Regions from separate parts of the Zea mays genome. Here region 2 is linked to region 1. Evidence: chromatin contacts called from public Hi-C data. All regions are on one chromosome and are shown on one strand. The core of a region is the stretch at or near the end of the contact, and the rest is flanking DNA. Distances in the headings are between cores, read along the strand shown. Region 1 holds the start of LOC100192649. Region 2 overlaps LOC100281086 (phototropin-1).

Region 1 (6,051 bases), core at 1,046-3,545:
TATCTCTATTCTGACCACTATACTAAATATTTGTTGGTATACTTGCTTGTTTGTATGTTTGCTTGTTCATGTTGCATAGTTATCGGAGCGTTCGTACTGTCTCGTGGAGGCCAGATCTGCAAGTCTACGCCAGGCAGTGGAGCTAGAAGCCAGTTCCGCGAGCTCCCCTTCCCCCTTCGCCGAATAAGCACGACAAGCTCACTGGATCCCTTTGATGCATAAATTACCTATGATTTTCAACCACAACCCTCAGCCTGTTATTTTATGCATGATATGATTTTGAGACAAGTTATTATGGCCACCCAAGCCGCTTGCCGCAATCAATCCCTGATATATATGTTCCAAATGATTTGAGAAAAGGTGTGAGTTTTCAAAAGAAAATGCTTTTCAAAATGTGTATGATGAAGGGTTTTCACCCTTATCACCTTGTGAGTAGGATAATCAGGGACTCCCTGGTTTAGGAGAGGGCTAAGGTGTTGGCTCAGCTGGTTTAGGCGTGAGCAGAAGGATTGTCCCCTCATATAAGGACCGATTTGTCATCTTTCACTACCTGTACTCACGATAAGTACAACCACTCGAGACTGTGTGGGCAGTCACTCAATCTGAACTCGTACGGTCCAACCCTAGGGTTATGAAGGCTGGGGAGCACCGGGAGGATAAGGAGGGGGAATGTTTTGTCCGGTTTGGACATGGCGGTGGCCTGACTCCTTCCGGTATAACCGTTAAGGTTAGGACGTGCGAGAAAAGAAAGAGATTCGGATTCGGGTCTCACTAGCTATGAGATCACAGAGCCGGACTAGTGGGTAAAGTGTACACCTCTGCGTAGAGTTTGAAAACCTATTCGAATAGTCCGTGTCCACAGGAATGGACGAGTCTGGTATGGTATGACAATTAATGTTTTGTTTTCGAAAAAAGGTGCGTTTGAGATAAATGGTTTTTAAAAGGTCCGGCGGTTGAGCCGTGAGCTATGGTGGACGGGAAGTCCAGTGGCTGTTTTTGAAAAGGAAAACCAGTGGGAAACTGCTGAGATACCTGGATGGTTTAGTCCAGGGGATTTTGTTATAATACTGAAAAACTTCCTGCTCCTTTTGGAGAGGATGCGCTTTGCAAAATACAAAATGTTTTTCAAAACAACCCTGTATAAAATATTGCTGTTTCTGCAAAATATCCTGAGCTCCACATATTCCATGCATTATATCTGATTTCCCCATTCCGCGAGTGAAGGTGGGCTGCTGAGTATGTTTGTACTCACCCTTGCTTATTTATTTTTTTTCAGAAAAAGGAGATCGGGTAAGAGTTACGCCTGTTCCTAACCTTGCCTGTGGCTGTTGGACCGCTGATTTGCTTCACTGCGTATATCGGGCTGCTTCAGCCCCACTCTGATGATATGTCCTGAGTTGTGGATCAACTCTTAAAGTTGTTCGCCACCTTTATAGGTTTGTATCGTTTAAGCAGATCTGTAACCATCTGATGTATAAATGTGTTTACTAGCCTTCTGAGACTAGTAATTGTATCACATTTGAGTCCCAGAGGATTGGGGACGCTTCAACTCTACTATATGCTTTCTCTTTCTTTGTGTCATGATGTGATAGATGGTGCTTTCTTTGCTATCTGTTTTTTTTTCTGGTACCAGGTTTTATTATGATACTGTATGTGATGTAGATCTGTAATGTTTTAACTTTTGCCATTCTCCGCCGACTCTCATGACACATGTAGACAATGCAGATGTTGATTCTGCGCCACTTGCGTTGGATACTACGAATAAAATTTCATGGACCGAAAATAGAATCATATGTGTTGTGGGTTGTTGAGATTTTACATGTCATTATCTGTATTTGAAGAGTTTGTTATATATATTCTCTCACTAGAAATTTATCTATATTTTTTAGAGCCCTCAATATTTTATACTATCTCCGTTTTTAATATATAACGAGTGGTTAAAACTTTAAAAAACGTCAACGACATCATTTATTTAAGAAAGGAAGTAGTATTTAGCTAGGATTTATAAGGTGCTTTTAGGTAGAGAATCCAAATCCAAACCTCACCGGCCGCGACGCGGCCCGCAGCCACGGCCTTCCGTAATGTCATAACTCCCCTTCTCGAGTCCATCTCCAACCTCATCCCTCCCACCCCAATAATACATCCAGCCGGCGCCATCAGGCCCGGCAACGCGCAAGCGGGGCTGACCATCGAACCCTAGTCCCCGGCCGAGCCGCCCTCCGCCGAGCCTTGCGGCCGCTCTGCGTCATCCCTCTTAGTCTCCCTCCGTTCGACACGGCTTGGATCCGGTAAGTCTTCCTTCCCGTACGTCTCTCTCCCTTTCTCGAGTTGACGAGCCCTCGACGGCGCCTACCCGCTTGGTCCTTGCAATCTATTGCGTGTCTGCTTTCGGTCTAGGGTCGCGGAGACAGGGGAATCGATTGTGAAAGGTGGAACTGGTGCGTTTCGCGCTGTTGGCGTTGGTGGTGTTTTCTCGTAGTCAAATCTCTGTGCCTTGGTTTTGGCATGATGATTACCTTCCTCGGATGGTGTAATTTTACAGGACAGGTTCCTCCTGTTTCGTCTGGTTCTCTGTGTCATTACTGATTGTTGATCTAATAGGGATATCTTGGCTCTTCCAGAGCAAGACACCTGCGGGTTTTTTTTTGTGTGAATCAACTTGTTTCTTTTGATATTTTGTGATTGTTTATTCAATCTTAAGTTGCGTTGGCAGCAGGTGTAGAATGAATAACTATGCCTGTATATCTCATTGTTTGAATCACATATTAGTTCTTCAGTCTTAGCAAGCGTGTTTTGTCATGCAAACTCGTTGGTGCCACCTAATGTTGTTTATGGCAAGAAGGGGCTATTTTTAGGCTAAAGAACTATCAAGCGGGCAACGAGTAACTAGAAGCTAGGTTGCGTGTGGTTTTGCTGTTGTTATAATTAGGTTAGTTTGGTTTGCTCCCAAACTGCATTAGTCTTTTTTTCTGAGCATAGTTGTTTAGATTTGGACATAATGGATTCCAGCCTGTTTCCTTCAGGTCATGGTTGTATTGGTACATATAATTACTGTAGCTATTTTTGCTCATAAAACAGTGTAATGTTGTCCTTTTGCAACTTTTTAGTTGGAAGTAGTAGATTTCTTTGTCTTATCTGTCTGGGGCTTAACATACTTTATTTAACATCTTGCAAGCTTGAATTTAGTGGTCCTCCGTCCTCAAGTTGGGGCTTTATATACTTCATTTAGCTTCTTGCAAGCTTGAATTTACTGCTATCTTTGTAGTTTCTGCAAAGAATAGGGTTTTCTTCTTACTCTAATTATACTATCTATTCATATAGAGATGGAATCACCGCCCCTCACAGCTGAAGCAATTGCTTATACAGAGAAAAAGATGGACATGGCTTTGGGTATGCTATTTGACCAATTTTTTTGGTTTAATAGGATGCTAATTGATATTTTATTGTTGATTTAACTCATGTATTGTTTCTGTGTTTACTCAGAGGATATAATTAAAATGTCAAAGAAAAAGAATCCTGGAGGCAAGAAACCCCCGAGGCAGCCGGTAAACATATTATCTCGATGTACTCAATGTTGCATTTGTGAACTCCCTGTGGAAGTTTGTTAGTTACGCCTTTCATTTCATTTTAACAGATAAAAAAGCATCCATTCCAGAATGGCAACTCTAATAAAGGGAATGGCAAGGTTCAAAGTTTTATGGAGTCTAGATCAACCATTAGACAAGTATGTTCAATGACATTTAAATTGTTTTTTGCATCTTATGTCATGTTAAGTTTCTAACGTTCTCTTTCATGCTTAGGGTGTTCTTGCACAGAGAAGGTCAAATCTTGGTGGAAATCAGTTCCCTGCTACAAAGCAGGCTGCGAAGAAGGCTGCTGTTATGCCAATGCACAAGGGGGCTATCCGTTGGAACAAGCCAAGGTATTAATCAATCATTATGTGTTTGTTGTCATTCCTTTTCTAGCCATGTTTTCATCTCAATAAATTGTTATGGACAGGTAAACAATGATGTTCTTTTATTGCTTATGAGAAAGTTTACTGCATTCAAGGGGTTGTTCAATTTATTGAGTCATGCACCTTGGATTATATTGGCTGAGAATGATTGTGATGCTGGTGTTTACATGGAACTGCCTTAACTTCTCTGGTTATACACACACAAGCTTATAAAGAACAATCGATTTCATATTCTTGTGGCACAAGGCCTGTTTTCTTGGTTGAACTGCTACAAATATATGGTGAATATAGCATATGAGCCTTGAAGCTTCATTGAAAGTTATGGCCTTCTCCTTTATCTGCTGTTGCCTGACATTTTTCTATGCAGTTTCATGGTGTAATTTATAGCTGCTGGATGAGTGTTATTTTGGACACCAGCATTAACTGTCTGTGAGGGTTTCATTAGTGTTATTTGTCAACTATTGTTGGAAGGACTGAAGGAGATGTGATAATGGTTAGCGTCTCATGCCACTGGTGACGGATCATCCATATACAGGGACGTTACATGCCTGAGTTTGAATTGGTTTTGACTACTGGCTCCTTGGCAGTGTTCAGTGTTTATTTGTTGAATGATGAATGCAGTGTAAATCTAGGGTAGTGCTGCTAATTGGACAATTGTTGTATGCCTCCAAGGGAGTATATTTTGCTACTGCCTCATATTCAAGTTGGCTGTATCCGTAACATCATGCCAGTTTTGAGCATCCTATCATAATCTGCTATATGCTCCCCTTGTTCACTGCGTCCCACAGAGATAATGCTTGCCTGCATTTCTACTGGATAAGAGTAAATCATGGTATCTTACGATTTATCTCAGTATGCTGGGCTGTATGGATGCTATCTTTTCAAGGTCAACTGTTGGGATTTATTTTCATGATTCCTTATGTGACCTTGTTTGTTCTGGATCAGTGGTCACTATTTACATGGCTTGAGTTTTATCAGTTTAATCAATCAATAAGTTGTGTCAACTTGGGACATTGTTGAACCATGTGCATTGAAATTTGGGTGGAACTAAACAGTCTAGACTCCAAAATGTGAGGGCCTTGGAAACCAAGAGGATGCACTAGATATTTTCAATGAACACTTTATTGTTTCTGTTTCATTTTATTTCAAAACATGGTATGTACTCCCTGACTTCACTTGAGAAGCGAGAATTGTATCCTTGTTTTGATGGGGGTATGGTGAGTTTGCTCAGAAAACAATATGGCTCTTGGTTCTCCGTTGCTTATGATTCTTGGTACTCGAGCACTCCTGCTCATGTGAGATACTAATGTTTTGATTTTGATACAGTGCAAGTACCTTAGTGCAGAGGAGGCCTGTAGGTGGTGCTTTTCAGAATGCCAAGGTATGGAGTATGGACTTTGTCAAATCTTGACCTTAATGCTGAGTAAATAGGACAAACTGGCCGAAAAGGTAAACTGTTTCCTAATGTATTGTATCTGATGCATAATAATCAACTTAAGATGTAATGGGTGATCTTTTGGCCTATCAATATAATGACATCTTGGAAAACCATTGCTATTGTAATTGATATTTTGTGTTCTTTCTTGATATGTTTTAATGCATAGACAGCATAGTTTTCTCACATAATCCATCTTTTTTCTGGTATCCTCGTGTCACTTCATAATCATCTGTAGTAGTTTCAGAGCCGTGATCAGTGCTATACTCGAGTCCATTTTTATTTTTAGAAGTTGCGTGATACATGAACTTCTATTTGTTTGATTAATATATTCGTTGAATTATCATGTCCTGTAGTTTTTTTTGTCGCTGCTGATCATACGCCCGTAATCTATTTGTAGGTCAAGGAGTCCAACCAGGCAGCACCAAGGACGATGGATGCACTCTTTGCACAGATGAAGGCGCAACGCTTGAGGACGGTACCTCAACAGCAGGCAAATTCTTCCCCCTGGAGTCATTTCAACCAGCATCGACGTGTTCAGCAGCAGCAGAGGCGAGGCAGAGGGTATGGTGGCCGTAATGTTGGCAACCAATGAATCCAACTAGACATATCTACTGCATCGGAGCCCTTTCTCTTCACTGGTCTTTTGGACCTTGGAAGA
Region 2 (5,907 bases), core at 427-2,926, 100 kb before region 1:
GTTTTGTACCACATACAACGTTGTTTATTCTGTTCACCTATTAACAAATGTTTACTCCAGGTTAGTCCTGCGGCTAAGCAATTAATCCATGGATTGCTACAGAGAGATCCCTCTTCTCGACTTGGTTCAAGTGCTGCTGCAAACGATATCAAGCAACATCCCTTTTTTGAAGATATACACTGGCCACTCATCCGTTGCATGGTGATCTGGAAATTGAGCCTTTGAAGAATATCTTGGGTAGTAATTGCTTGGCACATCACTAATAAAGAACATAACTTTGCATGTGCAGGAGCCCCCAGAGCTTGATGTTCCACTGAAACTAACTCGGAAGGAACCTGAACAAAAAGTGAAGCCTGAGGAGGATATATACTCATGTTCAGATTATTGAGACATTTTAAGGTGACCCTCAGCATTTTATTGAAGAACTTGTTGTGTGATTTGAATCTGCTATTATATACTACCATTTTTTATCGAAACAAAAGATGAGCAAATACTTCATACGATCAAATTCTTCAATTACTTTTGTGCTGATCGAAAGTCACTAAACATTATGTTATGTACACACAATGACACAAGATTGTAAAAGCAATCAAGCACGTGAATATGAGTATGTAAGTACACATATGGTACAAAAAATTGTCCGACCAGGGAAAAGAATAATGGCTTCAGATAGCTCCATGTTTAGGGTGTGTTTGTTTCCCTCCTATATTATATAAGTTGAATTATAGTGAAAGTGTAGAAGGGTAAAATATCACTTTGTAACAAAAAAAAAAAGCTAGCATTAGGTAGTTTATTTTAGCTTATTTATAATCTCAAAGTGATATTTTACTCTCTTACCCTTCCACCATAATCTAGCTTATAAAATCTAGGAGAAAAACAAACATGGCCTTAAACCTGTATCACCCATTGATACCTTTTGTCTTTTTCTGTAAGAAAGGGTGGTGCTTTATAGATTTCTCAGGAACATGATTACATTTGTTTTCAAGAAACTCTTGAATACAGGTTGGTGCTTATGCCTACCATAGAGTGCCTTACCTTACTATTAGTAATAGAATTTTAAAAGGTTGAATGAAATTATAAAAGATGGCAGTCAGCCTAAGAAACTGTAAAAGTAAGTCAAGCAGAGTATTATTTTTACTAAGGTTTGCCATGTTACATTTTGCAGGGCAGGTTGTACGATCCCCCCTCCCGACCCCGTGCATGACTTTCAGCCTGAAGAGATTTTATATTACCGAGTGGAAATAACGTTGCTGAGCATGTACATAGTAATAAAAGAGGTTTATAGGCATGCAAGATTTCCAGCCTGAATTGCACAAGAGGTCGTTGTAAGTCATTCTTTTGGTTAGGTTAAGTGAATAATCCATCAACAGGATAAAGTTCTTGTAAATGTACACTTTCTTTGGCATATATAATAAAAATCTTACTAATTTCCGTTGGTCAAAGGTCTACGCAAATTAGGCTTTGCCCACAAAAATATAGTTAATTTTTATCGATATTTGGCTTTTGCAAATTAAACGATGATAATTAGCTAATATTCACGGGCTACCGATTGAAATTAGCTAATTTCCGTTTCGTATGGCTCACAAAAATTAGCTGATTTATGTTGGTCTAATATAGCCCACAAAAATTGCTTTCTGTCGAACACTAAAGTCAGCAACACATGGTCACCCATCTCACTTTTTGGGCGCGTAAGATCCAAGGTTGTCGGGCCACATGGTCACCACCCTAAGTTAGGGAGTCATTAGAGGCGTAAATGGTATGGATATTATTTAAGCATCCGACCATTCGAACAGGTTAATTATGTGACCGGACAATTTTTTGGGTATCCACAACATATTTGGATTTCAAATTTAGATCCGCATAGTATAGTTCGGATATTGATATGGATATGAGATGCCTGATATCCGTCGGATTTCAGATATCTAGATTTCGGATATTCGGATATCTACTCGATAGTTGTATGCATTTTAATAATTTTCTAAAAAATCAATAATACATAAATAGCCTTAGAAATTAATGAAATTTTATGGAGGCGCAACATATTCTGGAAAAGGTCTCAACTCGCTTGCGGCCTTGGGAGCATGAACAATGTGGAGGCTTCGAAATAGTTGTGTTTTTGATGGTTGTACTCCTAGTTTAGATTTTTCCCTTAGGTTAGCTAGGGAGGAGAGGCAGTCTTGGGAAATGGCCGGGGCTAAAGGTCTTTCATACCTTGCTGCCCTAATTCTTGAAGACTAGGGAGTTGCTGGGTGAGTTTGATGGATTTTTTCAGTTTCCTATGTTTTTGGCCTCCCTAAGAAGGCCTTGTACTCTGTTTCAGGTCTTTTTGACCTAGGCTTATCATTCATCTTTCATGACTTGGTGGGAGCAAATCTCAGGGATGGTCACTGGTCTTCCTGGAAAAGGTCTCAACTCGCTTGCGGCCTTGGGAGCATGGACAATGTGGAAGCTTCAAAATAGTTGTGTTTTTGATGGTTGTACTCCTAGTTTAGATTTGTCCCTTAGGTTAGCTAGGGAGGAGAGGCAGTCTTGGGAAATGACTGGGGCTAAAGGTCTTTCATACCTTGCTGCCCTAATTCCTGAAGACTATGGAGTTGTTGGGTGAGTTTGATGGATTTTTTCAGTTTCCTGTGTTTTTGGCCTCCCTAAGGGCCTTGTACTCTGTTTCAGATCTCTTTGACCTGGGCTTATTTCTTCTCCTGCGTTTTTTCAAAAAAAAATACTAAAAAGTGTTTGGACCATAAAATCCATAATATACCATCATTTTTACTTCCACTTGTTGTATGAGTTACATGTGAAATTACTCTAAGTATTTAAGTTCCAACATAATCAATACTTCACTTTATCATTTTTATGTGGGAACTTGAGGTTATCTTATTATAGAATGTTTATTAATCTTGGTAACTTATTTATATTTTTGGTCGACACTAGAATATTTTATGAAATAAATTGTTTTTATGATTTTTTGTAGAAATAAATTAATAACACACAAACAGCCTTAGAAATTCATGAAGTTTTACAGAGGTGCTACATATGTCCAAATATAATCTAAAAACGCTTGGACCATAAAATATACAAGATGTCAATGTTTCTTCAATTGAACTTCTACTTGTTGCATGAGCTACACATGAAATCTTTAGAGTATCTAAGTTTTAGCATAATCAACACTTCGCTTTATCATTTTCATGTTGGGACTTGAGGTTATCTTCTTATAGAATATTTATTAATCTTGGTAACTTATTTGCAATTTACAGTCGACACTAAAATATTTTATGACTTTAATTAAATTTTGATGATTTTCTGTAGAAAGAAATTAATAATACACAAATAGCCTAAAATTCATAAAATTTTGTAGAGGCACAACATATGTCCACATATAATCCTATAAATGTTTGGACTCAAGGGGTGGCTAAATGATTACAACAACCGTGATATGTGTGAAATGATGTCTTACACGGTATCCGATAAAAATCCATTACAGACCTTATTCGTGTCCGACTAGTTCTGTATTCGACACATGATTATTCGTATTTGCATCCTAAAACATCCGTATTTATATTTGTATCCGATGCTATCGTATTAAAATTCGAATCCGAATAAAATTATGAAAATAAATATGGTTTCAGTAATATCCGTTTGTATTCTATCCAATTACACCCATAGAAGCCAGTGTTGATAGATATTGCCCACATGCTTACTCTTTCTTGACGTGGAGACGACTTTCTAGGAGGTGCTAGGTGGTCGCGTGCTCGATTTACCTTCGGAGCTATTGGTGTGTTGCCTTTACCTAGGGACTTGCTAGCCCTAGATTCGCTTGCAACATTACTGTAGCGGTGGCGATATTTCGGTGAGCTTGCGAACACAAGATTGATTTATCCCTTGTGGTTTGGGTTGATGATAAGTGATAATCAATAGGGAGTGTCTCGGGTTGAGTAATGGACTAACCGAGACGTGAGTTATGTGTTGTGTAACCATATTTGTCGGCTTGTGATGTGCAGGTGTGGAACACAGGGACTATGGTCGATGACAAAGGTGAAGGTCATGGTGGCTGACACCTAGGACACACGTTGAAGGACGAGCGTTGGGACTTGGCTGAGGGACTAGAGTCGCTGGGTGACTAGCCGTGGTGGCTGACACCTAGGACACGCACTCGCGCGAGGATGCAGCGGTGCGGGCGGTGTTGCCGGCGTGGTCTAGGGCTGGCGGGACACGTGTCTAGGACGTGGGGGACGCGCACGCGGTGCGATACTCACGGTGGTTTGTTGGTTGATCCTCGAAAAACCACCTAGGGTTACGGACGGTGTGTTTTCGACCGAGTTTGGCCACAAAACTCGACGGTGGCATTTCCAACAGGAATCGAAGGCCGCATGTGGTGTCATCACGGAGGGTGCGTCGAGGCGAAGCAACTTTGTGTGGACCATGTGGCTGTCAGATAAAAACTTCAGGAGTTGGTCCATTTCGCCCTCGGCTAAGTGGATAAGCTCTATGTATCTAGGGGTAGTTTAGGAAGTAGTATTAACCCTCTATAATATAAGGGTGGGCTGATTGTTTCAGCATCTCTTTTGGCTATCTCATTAGGCTAGTTTCATTTAGCACGTAGAAACTCTAGCTCCATCCCCTAGTGTAGCCGAGATCCACAGATGTTTTGAACTAGCGTCTATGTTTGTAATCTTTACTGCTCTATTCAAAGGAAGGGTGTCCGGATCCATCCATAGGGCCAATTCGAATCTTTGTCTTAATTTGTGCCTCACTATAGTTTTGATTTGATCTTGTCTCTGACTCGATTTCCTTCCACCTCTTTCGATTCTAGCGAGGAACTTTGATTGCTTAAGTTTGGGGATTGCTTTGGGGACACCTACTATTGGAAGACCATCCATAGGTCATTTTGAGTCTTAGGTATGAGCAAATCATGGGCAAGTTTCGTTCTTCCTCGGTTTGAGTTTGTTTGAGAAAACCCTAACAAAACCCCAATCACAACTGAGATTTTGAATATGCGCTTGGAGTTTTGATTTGCTATGGCTCAAACTTCATGAAACATCTTCTTTCTCCCTGGGAAACTGCCTGTGAAATTTGAGGACATCATGTGAAGATTTGCCTATGCGTCACTACCGCTCTGTGATTTTTTATCCTTTCCTACTCAAACTTCATAGTTCACCTTTTCTCCCTCGTATCTTGTTGCCTGTAAAATTGAAGGGCGTTCGACAAAATTTTGTCGAGCGGCACTGCTCCTCGCCTGTTTTTTGGACTTTGACCCAGAACTAGCTTGTGCTGGTCCTTGAGGGTGTTCCTTAGAGTTTCTTGTGAAAGTTTAGGTTCCAGATGAAGTTCTTTTGTACTTTTGAGCTCATATTCTTCTCTACAACTTGTTAGGAGTAGTCAATCGATCTGTGGTTGAGTTGTTCTTTTATGGAGTTTTTTGGTGTCCCTAGAGGTTTGGATTGGGTTAGGGAATCAAGCCACACGCTCTTGTTTGAGAAAATTTTAGTGGCTCCCATTCATCCCTTTCTGGTCGGCTCACTGGTCTTTCAATTGGTATCAGAGCCGCTTAAGGATTTTCTCATCCTAATCGATATGAAATCCATGAAGGTGACATGGAACGAGGTGTTGGCAAATCTCCGTTCTTTGATGGGACATATTGCCCATATTGGAAGATCCACATTTTGAGATATCTTCAGAGTATTGGGTATCACATCTAGGAGATTTATCTCGATGCTGCGTTCGATGATGCGAGTGCTCGGATCACTCCGATTCAGATGGAGTTCCATGATTCGAACAAAAAAGCTTGAAACACTTTATTCTCGTGTCTCTCGCTTCCTGAGTTTGAGCGAGTTGGACATTTGGCTACGACTAACCAGATCTGGTCCACCCTCGAGAGATTCAATGAGGGCAATGATCATGTAAAGACTA

What was found. Hi-C and Micro-C count contacts between places; a contact is called where the count stands out from the background.
Region 2: a contact with region 1 is called in a Hi-C map of leaf, with 5 times the contacts expected there. The contact joins the enhancer-like site here to the promoter of LOC100192649 in region 1. A contact is called at or near these places in 3 of 25 Hi-C or Micro-C datasets (leaf and tassel).

What each region holds. Positions count from the first base shown.
Region 1 is chr1:225,108,466-225,114,516 of Zm-B73-REFERENCE-NAM-5.0, reverse strand. It overlaps LOC100192649, which reads left to right and starts at 2,295. Exons shown (of 7, transcript NM_001137861.1): 1 at 2,295-2,438; 2 at 3,322-3,390; 3 at 3,484-3,545; 4 at 3,635-3,724; 5 at 3,801-3,922; 6 at 5,282-5,404; 7 at 5,791-6,051. The coding sequence starts at 3,324. The coding sequence ends at 5,366.
Region 2 is chr1:225,208,485-225,214,391 of Zm-B73-REFERENCE-NAM-5.0, reverse strand. LOC100281086 (phototropin-1) reads left to right here. Exons shown (of 22, transcript NM_001367345.1): 20 at 61-201; 21 at 290-399; 22 at 1,166-1,442. The coding sequence ends at 388. Among protein-coding and RNA genes, the nearest start is that of LOC100281086, 34 kb to the left of the region's middle. Within about 2 kb of position 1,676, at least 2 of the 20 cell types and tissues checked have an H3K27ac peak or open chromatin away from gene starts, as enhancers often do. A contact at or near this core is called in leaf, where this site is marked.